Regions from separate parts of the Sus scrofa genome. Here region 1 is linked to region 2. A link is a contact called in public Hi-C data. All regions are on one chromosome and are shown on one strand. The core of a region is the stretch at or near the end of the contact, and the rest is flanking DNA. Distances in the headings are between cores, read along the strand shown. Region 1 overlaps NCOA2 (nuclear receptor coactivator 2). Region 2 has its middle 57 kb from the start of TRAM1.

Region 1 (4,669 bases), core at 289-2,788, 210 kb before region 2:
ATGCAAAATATAATTTACAAAAATTAAGTCTGGAGTTCCCGTCATGGCTCAGCAGAAATGAACCTGACTAGCATCCACGAGGACACAGGTTCGATCCCTGGCCTAGCTCATTGGGTTAGGGATCAGGCATTGTGGTGAGCTGTGGTGTAGGTCCCAGATGCAGCTCAGATCTAGCCTTGCTGTGGCTGTGATGTAGGCCGGCGGCTACATCTCTGATTCAACCCCTAGCCTGGGAACCTCCATATGCCATAGGTACAGTCCTAAAAAAAATAAACTGTGGCATGCTAATGAAGACAACACACACACTATGCCTCATTAATCACTTCTTAATTATGTATCATTTATTCATTTGTTTGTTTGTTTATGATTTTTAGGGCCATACTTGCAGCATATGGAGGTTCCCAGGCTAGGGGTCGAATCAGAGCTGCAACTGAAGCTGCAGGCCGACACCACAGCCACAGCAATGCTAGATCTGAGCTGTATCTGTGACTTACACCACAGCTCACAGCAATGCTGGATCCTTAACCCACTGAGCGAGGCCAGAGATTGAACCGATATCCTCATGGGTACTCGTTGGGTTCATTACCGCTGAGCCACAATGGGCCCCTATGTGTCTTTTAGAAATCAAGTAAGATATTTAAAATCATTCATAAAGGGCTGATCATTAAACCTGTTGATAATACAAAAGTCCTTTCATCTGGGATTGTTTTTTCTTTCTGTTTTAGCTATTTTGTTGGGCATTTCAACACCTCTAAGGAAAAGAAAGAGTTGAGAAAATGAGGTAAAATTCCAATCTACGAATTTCACTCCAAGTAAAAGCACTTAAAAAACAAAACAAATAGAATAACCTCTTAGAGCCCTAAAAGAAAACACTACAATACTAAAAGTGGCTGTGTAAGGATGGTGCCATTTTATGGGTAAATTCTTTAATGTCCACACCTTCTAAATTATGACCATATTTAAACTAAAACAGGACAAGAATTGCTGAGGAAGTTAAAACTAATGATTTCAAATATTTTAATCATCTTCAGTTTATTTTCTATAAGACAAAAGGGAAGTGCCCATACAGCTTGACAATGTAAACAAATGCAAAAAATATATTTAGTCCCTTCTTCATTGTCTATGTGAAGGAAGGGAAAGGAATAAGGAAATGAAAGCCATGAGTTCACACTACAAACCCAAACCACAAGAAAAATAATCTAAAACCAGACTATAGAAGGCAGGAGAAAAACAAGATTCTCTACACAAGAAGTGATTTTGCAACACTAACAGGGTAAACCCACATTCCTGCTTTCAAACAGGCCACACAGCTGGCAGTCTTGAAAGCTTTCCAGATAGGAACCAAGATAGTAAGAAGAAGCAGTAGGTCTCAGGACTAAACCAAGCCCTCATCTGTTTCTGATGAAACACCACCCGGCTGGGGTATAACATGACGGCATCCAGAAACTCAAGCCCCATAGATGATGATAACCCTCACAGGAAAATCCTAACGAAACACTGCTTTGAATGCGGGCCTCTCTAGTTAATCATCAGCTGTCCAAAGTATCGGAAAAATGCTTTCTAGAGAGTCATCCATGTGAGGCACAGAGAGAATGCCTCACAAGCTGCCTAGAGGTATGCCAAGAGTAAAACCTGCTCTTGGTAAACTATGGTTGTGTGAATATTAAAGAGTCCAGTTTCCTTTCCAAGTCAAAGCATCACAGGGTTGAGAAAGATAGACTTACTGGATTTGTAGACTGAACCTGCTTTTTAAGGGCACCAGGGCTGTTTATTAATAATGAGAGTTGTACATGAATGGGACCACGTTGTCACTGAGCCCTGGGAGTGTCCCCTAGGAAACCACCTTGACTGACTCCAAGAAGCCAGACCCTTTCCTGCACAATCCCCAACACTTCATCTCTGCTGCCATGGAACTCTCTAAAGCAGCACTCTGGTTTTGTTTGCAGGACATTCAAGAAATTACTCATCCAAAAGAGATTTGAGGGGATAGGTGAAGAGCTAGCCGGCTGTGCTACATTCATTTTCTTCCCCACAGAGGAAGCAGTTGCACTTAGACATTCTTTACCAACAGGAAGTAAAAACAGCATTCTTTCCTATGGGGCTTGACATTGCTGTATCAGGAATGTTTTTTTGTTTTTTGGGTTTTTTTAATACTAGATTCTATTTTACAAATTCAATTCTTAGTTAATGCTTTCCTCTAAGTTAAAAAATACAGCTTTGGGGAGAGAAGAAAATGACCAAGTGAATAAATCTATCCACAAACTGCCAGTAAGTTAATTCATCACATTACCTAAATATAATCCTAAGAAAACGATCACATTTTCCATTAAATCTACATAGACTGATACCAGTTGAGTTCTCACTGAAATCTTCTATCAACAGAGCCATTATGTCTCGAAGTCTCAGTCCAGACTATTAACGAGTTGATTCCTCTTATAAAGATTTACTGAAATTTAAGATAAACAGTAATCATTGTAACACAAATGGCATTGATAAATGTTACAAGCTTTCTTTTCACTTAGAAAGCAGTGTTCATTCCAAGTACAGAAAACTGTAGATTGCAAAAAGCAAGATATCAATTATTATATGGTAACAAGCAATACTGTAAGAGCAATATGAGCATTTACAAGACATACTCAAGGAGTTCCCATTGTGGCACAGTGGTTAATGAATCCGACTAGGAACCATGAGGTTGTGGATTCGACCCCTGGACTCACTCAGTGGGTTAAGGATCCAGCGTTGCTGTAAGCTGTGGTGTAAGCTGTAGATGCAGCTCGGATCTGGCATTGCTGTGGCTGTGGCATAGGCCGGTGGCTACAGCTCCGATTAGACCCCTAGCTTGGGAACCTCCATATGCCACAGGTGTGGCCCCAGAAGGACCCAAAAAAAAAAAAAAAAAAAAAAGACATATTCAAAATGTTTATAGCTAGACCCAATATTTAAATTTAGTTTTCCTCTAGTATCTTCATTCCTGAGAGGTATTAAAACAGTAAAATTCATGAAAGTTTTGGAAACCAACAGGTCATAGTTCAAATACTGACTTCTGCCATTTACCATATGTATGATCCCAAATAAGTTAATTAATCTCTCCCTGCTATAGTTCCTTCATCTGCAAAATGGGAATAATATATACCATGTTGAGTTTTTAAGAGTATAAATAAGAAAAGATCTGTAAAGCACATATTGAAGGGTTTGGTCCATATTAGACACTTGCTATTTACAGTAATTACTATAATCATCATTGAAGTTGCAGAGATCAACCCACTAATTCCAAGTAATAGCCACAAAAGTGAAGTGTATAAGACCTTCAGAAATATTTCAAAGAATTGTTTTCAAGACGTTTCTAGACTGCAACTTCTAGGTTCTACAAAGTCCAGATACCATCTCTGTCATTAGGCTGTGACATAAGACTCTTCTATTAGGTACTTTCTTGATGTTAGAAGCAAGCAGGTATTGCAGCACTACTTGAAACACCAGGACTGCCAACTACTGAGTCAGATTTAACTAATACATGAACTACTCAGAGTATGCCAAACACTTTGGGAGGCTGAACTGAATTTTTCAACAGCTAGTCAGCGAGTATTTATTGAGTCCACTGTGTGTACAACTGTGCACTGGAAACCTGGCAAAAACATCAATGGTCAACATAACCCCTGCCCTCAAAGAGTTTACCATCTAAAGGAAACAAACAAAAGAGAAATTTCTGAAAAATGTAGGAAAATATATTATTTCCCAGTTGGCTAAAGACAGTTATAGAGAATGACAGGTGGATAACCGATGTTAATTAGAAAAGTTTGAGTCAGTCAGCTCTGCTGTGTTTTAAAAACAGGAGAGAATATAATGGATGACTAATAGATGAGAGGAAGTTATAAATATAAATTATAATTTGGACACTGAATGTAGCAACAGCAAGAAAGCACATCAAAGTAGGATAAAACATAAGTAACTGCCATAGTGAAAAGCAAAATCATCTGGGGTAGGAAAAGAATAAAATCAGCAAATGTTGAAAACATTATTGATAAGGGTGATAACAGCCTAATGTGGAAATTTAATAAATTAAAAATGAGCATTTGAGGAGTTCCCACTGTGATGCAGTGGGTTAAGAATCCAACTACAGCGGCTCGGGTCGCTGCAGAGGCACAGGTTCAATCCCCGGCCCTGGGCAGTGAGTGGGTTACAGGATGTACTCTATAGATCAACAATCTCTAAAAGAAAATTAAGAACCTCTCTTACTCATTCCAAGAACTGCTATCCCTGGAATTTGGACCACAGAGATGTTAGAACAGGTTGCCTTCTCTTTTTTTTTAATTAAAGTAGAGTTGATTTACAATGTTGTGCCAATTTCTGCAGTACAGCAAAGTGACCAAGTCATGTGTGTGTGTGTGTGTGTACATACATATATATGCACATATACATATATATACTTACCCTTTCTTATATTCCATCACAGTGTATCCCAAGAGATTAGACAGTTCCCTGTGCTGTACACAGTAGGACCTCATTGTTTATATATTCTTTTTTTTTTTTTTTTTTTTTTTTTTTCTCGCTATTTCCTGGGCCGCTCCTGTGACATATGGAGGTTCCCAGGCTAGGGGTCCAATCGGAACTGTAGCCACCGGCTTACACCACAGCCACAGCAACACAGGATCCGAGCCTCGTCTGCAACCTA
Region 2 (4,627 bases), core at 10-2,509:
GCAGAAACAGATTCATGACATAGAGACTTGTGGTTACCAATGGGGAGGGAAGTGGGGGAGGGATAGAGTGGGATTTTGAGGTTAACAGATGCAAACTAGTATATATAGGATGGATAAACAACAAGATCCTACTGTATAGCACAGGGAATGATATTTAATATTTTGTGATAAACCATAGTGGAAAAGCATATTTACACCAGAAATCAACACAACATTATAATCAACCATACTTCAATAAAATAAACACATAAATAAATGAAAACAAATGGTATGTAAAAAATTTATCTGATCCTCTGATATGGGTTCTCAACAAACACTGTTTCCCTTCTCTACAAATTCATAATCCATGAGCAAATGATAAAGGCACTTGACATAGTACAGAATCAAACACTTTTTTCATTTGGGAGGGAATGCCACATGGGTCATTTTGACAATCCTCTGAAGACTATAGAGACCAGACTAGATTTTTCTACAGCCCTTTAATCATCCTTGTGGTTCTTTGTAGAGCCCTCTCCAATTTTTCAAAATTCCTCTTCCATTGTGGAGACCACAGCTAGATTAGTCACCGGAGAGAATTCATGATAATTAGATCAACATAGCAGAGTCACTTATGCTGCTGTCTCAGCCCTGTAAACCCAGTCAGCTGGTCCCCATCGACCAATAGGTTGTGTTCCAGGAGTGCATTAGTAAGTTGGTTGTTTGGAACACGGAAAGCCTTTCCCCACAGAAACAGAATTATAGATGGTGGCTTGTTTCCCAGGCCAGGGCATAGAAAATCTATTTAATGCACATGCAGCTGAACCCGAGCCTGGCAATGATGGTCCTTCAAGCCTTTGACTTGCCAAAGGCCCAGTGGGACTCCCAGTCCCATAGAAGCCCCAGGACCTCTGAACCGTGGGCTTGCAACCCTGGGCCCTCTGAGCAAGGTTAGAAGTGGGTTGACAGCTTTTAGAGAGACCATAATTTGCAGCATAATTGCAGAGAACACTTCTTTGAACTAGACCTTTACTTGCAGTTGGGCCCATTATTGTCTAAGCAAGCAATCAAGAGCTACATTACAATAAATACCCCTACAGTATACCTAAATCTACCTAAAGTATCTTTAATCCTCACGATGATCTTGTAAGAAAAATATTCTTCTTCTTCTTCCTGTTGGCCGGTGTCTTGGGAAGATTTTACATGGCCCAGGAACAGGTAGGTAGAAGGTAATGGGGGTGATGTGGGAGCCTGGGCATTTGCCGGGCAGCGCTGAGAGCTTTTTCACTGCACAACACTGCCTCCCAGTGGCGTGTGCGTGATACATACCCTAACATCACTAAATCAACAGTAACAAGTTCCTCATTCATACACCCAACAAAGAATCTTTGAGTGCTTCCAACGAGTGAGGACTTGGGAAGGCCAAATCAAATTAGACTTGGTGCATTCGTAGAGTAGTTGAGAAAAGGAACAAGTAAATCAAGGACTGAAATCAATGAGACAAGAATATGATCAAATTACAAAAAAAAAAAGAGGACACAGAAACCCAGAAGGAGAGAGAGATTAATCACACTAGGGTGGTGGTGATAAGCAAGGGAGGCTTTCTGGAGAGGGTGAGATGAGCCAAGTTTTAAAAGATGGGTTGGCATTAAATATATATATTTATATACTTATATATAAATATACCAGATCCGAGCCATGTCTGTGACCTGCACACACAACTCATGGCAACACCAGATCCACAACCCTCCAAGCAGGGCCAGGGATTGAATCCACATTCTCATGGATACTAGTCAGGTTTGTTACTGGTGAGCCACACCTGGAACTCCCAAATCTATATGATTTAAGATGTTCTAGGAAATTCCCGTCATGGCTCAGTGGTTAACGAATCCGACTAGGAACCATGAGGTTCAATCACTGGCCTCGCTCAGTGGGTTAAGGATCCGGTGTTGCTGTGAGCTGTGGTGTAGGTTGCAGACGCGGCTCGGATCCCGTGTTGCTGTGGCTGTGGCATAGGCTGGTGGCTACAGCTCGGATTCGACCCCTAGCCTGGGAACCTCCATATGCCATGGGAGCGGCCCAAGAAATGGCAAAAAGACCAAAAAAAAAAAAAAAAAAAAAAAAGTGTTCGATTCAGAAAGAATAGCATGTTTAAACACATATGGACACTAAACATATCAAAAATATGTTAAGGTTTTCTTTGACCCATCCGTTTTTGTGATACGTCAACACCACAAAAAGATGGAGAAGCTGATAATTTACGTTGTGGGATAGTAGATGAGTGAAAATAGTATTTATCATTAACTTTAATTTGCCTTTCATAATGATGTTTTTAGATGCTTTCTATATTTAAATATATACATTTGGGATTTTTTTCTGTGATGTACAAAATCTTTTATTGATTTCCCTGTTGGCTATTTTGGCCATTCAAAAATTAATTTTGTAAGGAAACAAAAACAGTAATTTGAAAAGACACTTGCACCTATGTACATTGTAGCATTATTGACAATAGTCAAGATATTGACAAACCCAAGAGTCCATCAGTGGAGGAATGGATAAAGAAATTGTGATATACACACAGACACACACACACTGGAAAATTAAAAATCATAAAAAAAAGAAGGAAATCTTGTCCCTTGTGACAACATGGATGTAATTTGTTAAGTCAAGTGAAACAGAGAAAAGGACTGGATGATCTCACTTATATGTGGAGTCTAAAACAAAAACAAAAATAACAAAAATAAAAACACCCTGAACTCACAGACACAGAGAACAGCTTTGCGGTGCCTGACAGGGGGGTAGAGTGGGGGATGGGGTGGGGGGTGGAGTGGGAGTGGGCAAAATGGGTGAATGTGGTCAAAAGGTACAGAGTTCCAGTTATAAACCGAGTCATGGGGAGATAACATGCCGCATAGTGACTATGGTTAATGATGCTGGGTCCTATGCTTGAACGGTGCTGAAAGAATAGATCTTAAAAAGTTATCAGAAGAAAAAAAAAATCTGTGTCTATGTGTGGTGACGGATATTAACGAGACTTGTTGTGATCATTTTGCAAAATACTGAGTCATTATGTTGTACGCCTTCCACTAATATATGTCAATTTAAAAAATTGATTTGGGAGTTCCCATCATGGCTCAACAGCTAACGAACCCGATTAGCACACATGAGGATGCGGGTTTGATCCCTGGTCTCACTCAGTGGGTTAAGGATCCAGTGTAGCTGTGAGCTGTGGTGTAGGCTGCAGATATGGCTTGGATCCCGAGTTGCTGTGACTGTCATAGGCTGGTGGCTACAACTCCAATTGGACCCCTAACCTGGGAACCTTCATGTGCCGTGGGTGCGGCCCTAAAAAGACACACACACACAAAAATTCCATAAAAAATTGATTTGTAAGAGCTCCTCATTCATTATATGATGACTTATCTTTTAAAAATTATTATTATTGTTATTTTGTCTTTTTAGGGCCTTGCCTGTGGCATATGGAGGTTCCCAGGCTAGGGGTCTAATCAGAGCTGTAGCTCCCAGCCTACACCACAGCCACAGCAACACAGGATCTGAGCAGAGTCTGCAACCTACACCACAGCTCACAGCAATGCCGGATCCTTAACCCACTAACGGCAGGGATCAAACCCACATCCTCATGGATACTGGTCAGCTTCGTTACTTCTGAGCCATAACAGGAACTCCCGGTTTTCTGATTTTTTAAAAAAGCCTTCTGCTAAAAAACTATCCCAGATCAGATTACTTTTTAAAAATTAGGTTCTCTTTGTACCTCCAAATCCTCGATTCGGCTGAAATTTGGTCCAGTTGGGTGTAAGGAGTCTGGTAGCGCTGCAATTATGCTTCCAAGCCTCCCTTGAAGCTTTTCATCCTCAAGGCTGGGGGCCAGGGACCAGGGGGTCTCAGCAGGTGAACCTGGGGCAGAGATGGGCTTCCGTGGTGTGGAAGGAGTCTACGAAACCTGGGGCCACCGCTTGGGCTGCAGCTGGGACCATGGTTTCTGTTCCCACTGGCAGGATGCAGCAGAGAGCAGCGTGGACAGAACCAAGTCCAAGCTGCCTGGTGCTCCTTCCCCATGCCCCTCCCAGGCCCCCACCTCTGCCTTCATCTCCTTGAATGGAAAAACCTGGTTCTGGATTAGAGGGTCCTTGATGCAGGCAGCAACAGACCTACCTTGGGAGAGTGAGCGCAGAAGGAAATAACAGCCAACCACACACACACACACACACACACACACACACACACACCACGAAACGAAAGAAAATAAACAAAACAAAATTTCCGAAGCACAAGAAACAAACTAGCATTAAGAAAACCAACCCACTAAACAGAAGGTAATTTAACTACGAATAAAGAACCCCTGGCAGCCTCCCCACCAGAATCTCCTTTCAGTCCATCAGGACTAATCTCATTAGGCCTTTAGCTGTGCTCAGGCACTGCCTGCACTTCCAGGTCCCTCCTCCGCTCCTTCCCTCCTCAATTGCACATGGCATCACACCTCCCTTACCTTGTGGGCATCTCCCATCCCTCCTCAACCCCTGAAAGCCTTACCTCCAGCCCTTGGCCATTAGCTACCCCCCTGCACCCTCTACCTGGTTCTGAAAGCCCCCCCACCACACCCCAGCTTCTCACGCTAAACTAGAGGAGTCCC

Evidence for each region. Hi-C and Micro-C count contacts between places; a contact is called where the count stands out from the background.
Region 1: a Hi-C map of embryonic fibroblasts shows a contact between it and region 2, with 1.9 times the contacts expected there. The contact joins two enhancer-like sites. A contact is called at or near these places in 4 of 47 Hi-C or Micro-C datasets (brain, embryonic fibroblasts, liver and 1 more).

Annotation. Positions count from the first base shown.
Region 1 is chr4:65,030,075-65,034,743 of Sscrofa11.1, reverse strand. The region is part of intron 1 of NCOA2 (nuclear receptor coactivator 2); the gene reads right to left. Among named protein-coding and RNA genes, the nearest start is that of NCOA2, 78 kb to the right of the region's middle. Within about 2 kb of position 1,538, at least 25 of the 83 cell types and tissues checked have an H3K27ac peak or open chromatin away from gene starts, as enhancers often do. A contact at or near this core is called in embryonic fibroblasts, where this site is marked.
Region 2 is chr4:64,823,648-64,828,274 of Sscrofa11.1, reverse strand. No RefSeq gene overlaps it. Among named protein-coding and RNA genes, the nearest start is that of TRAM1, 57 kb to the right of the region's middle. Within about 2 kb of position 1,259, at least 5 of the 83 cell types and tissues checked have an H3K27ac peak or open chromatin away from gene starts, as enhancers often do. A contact at or near this core is called in embryonic fibroblasts, where this site is marked.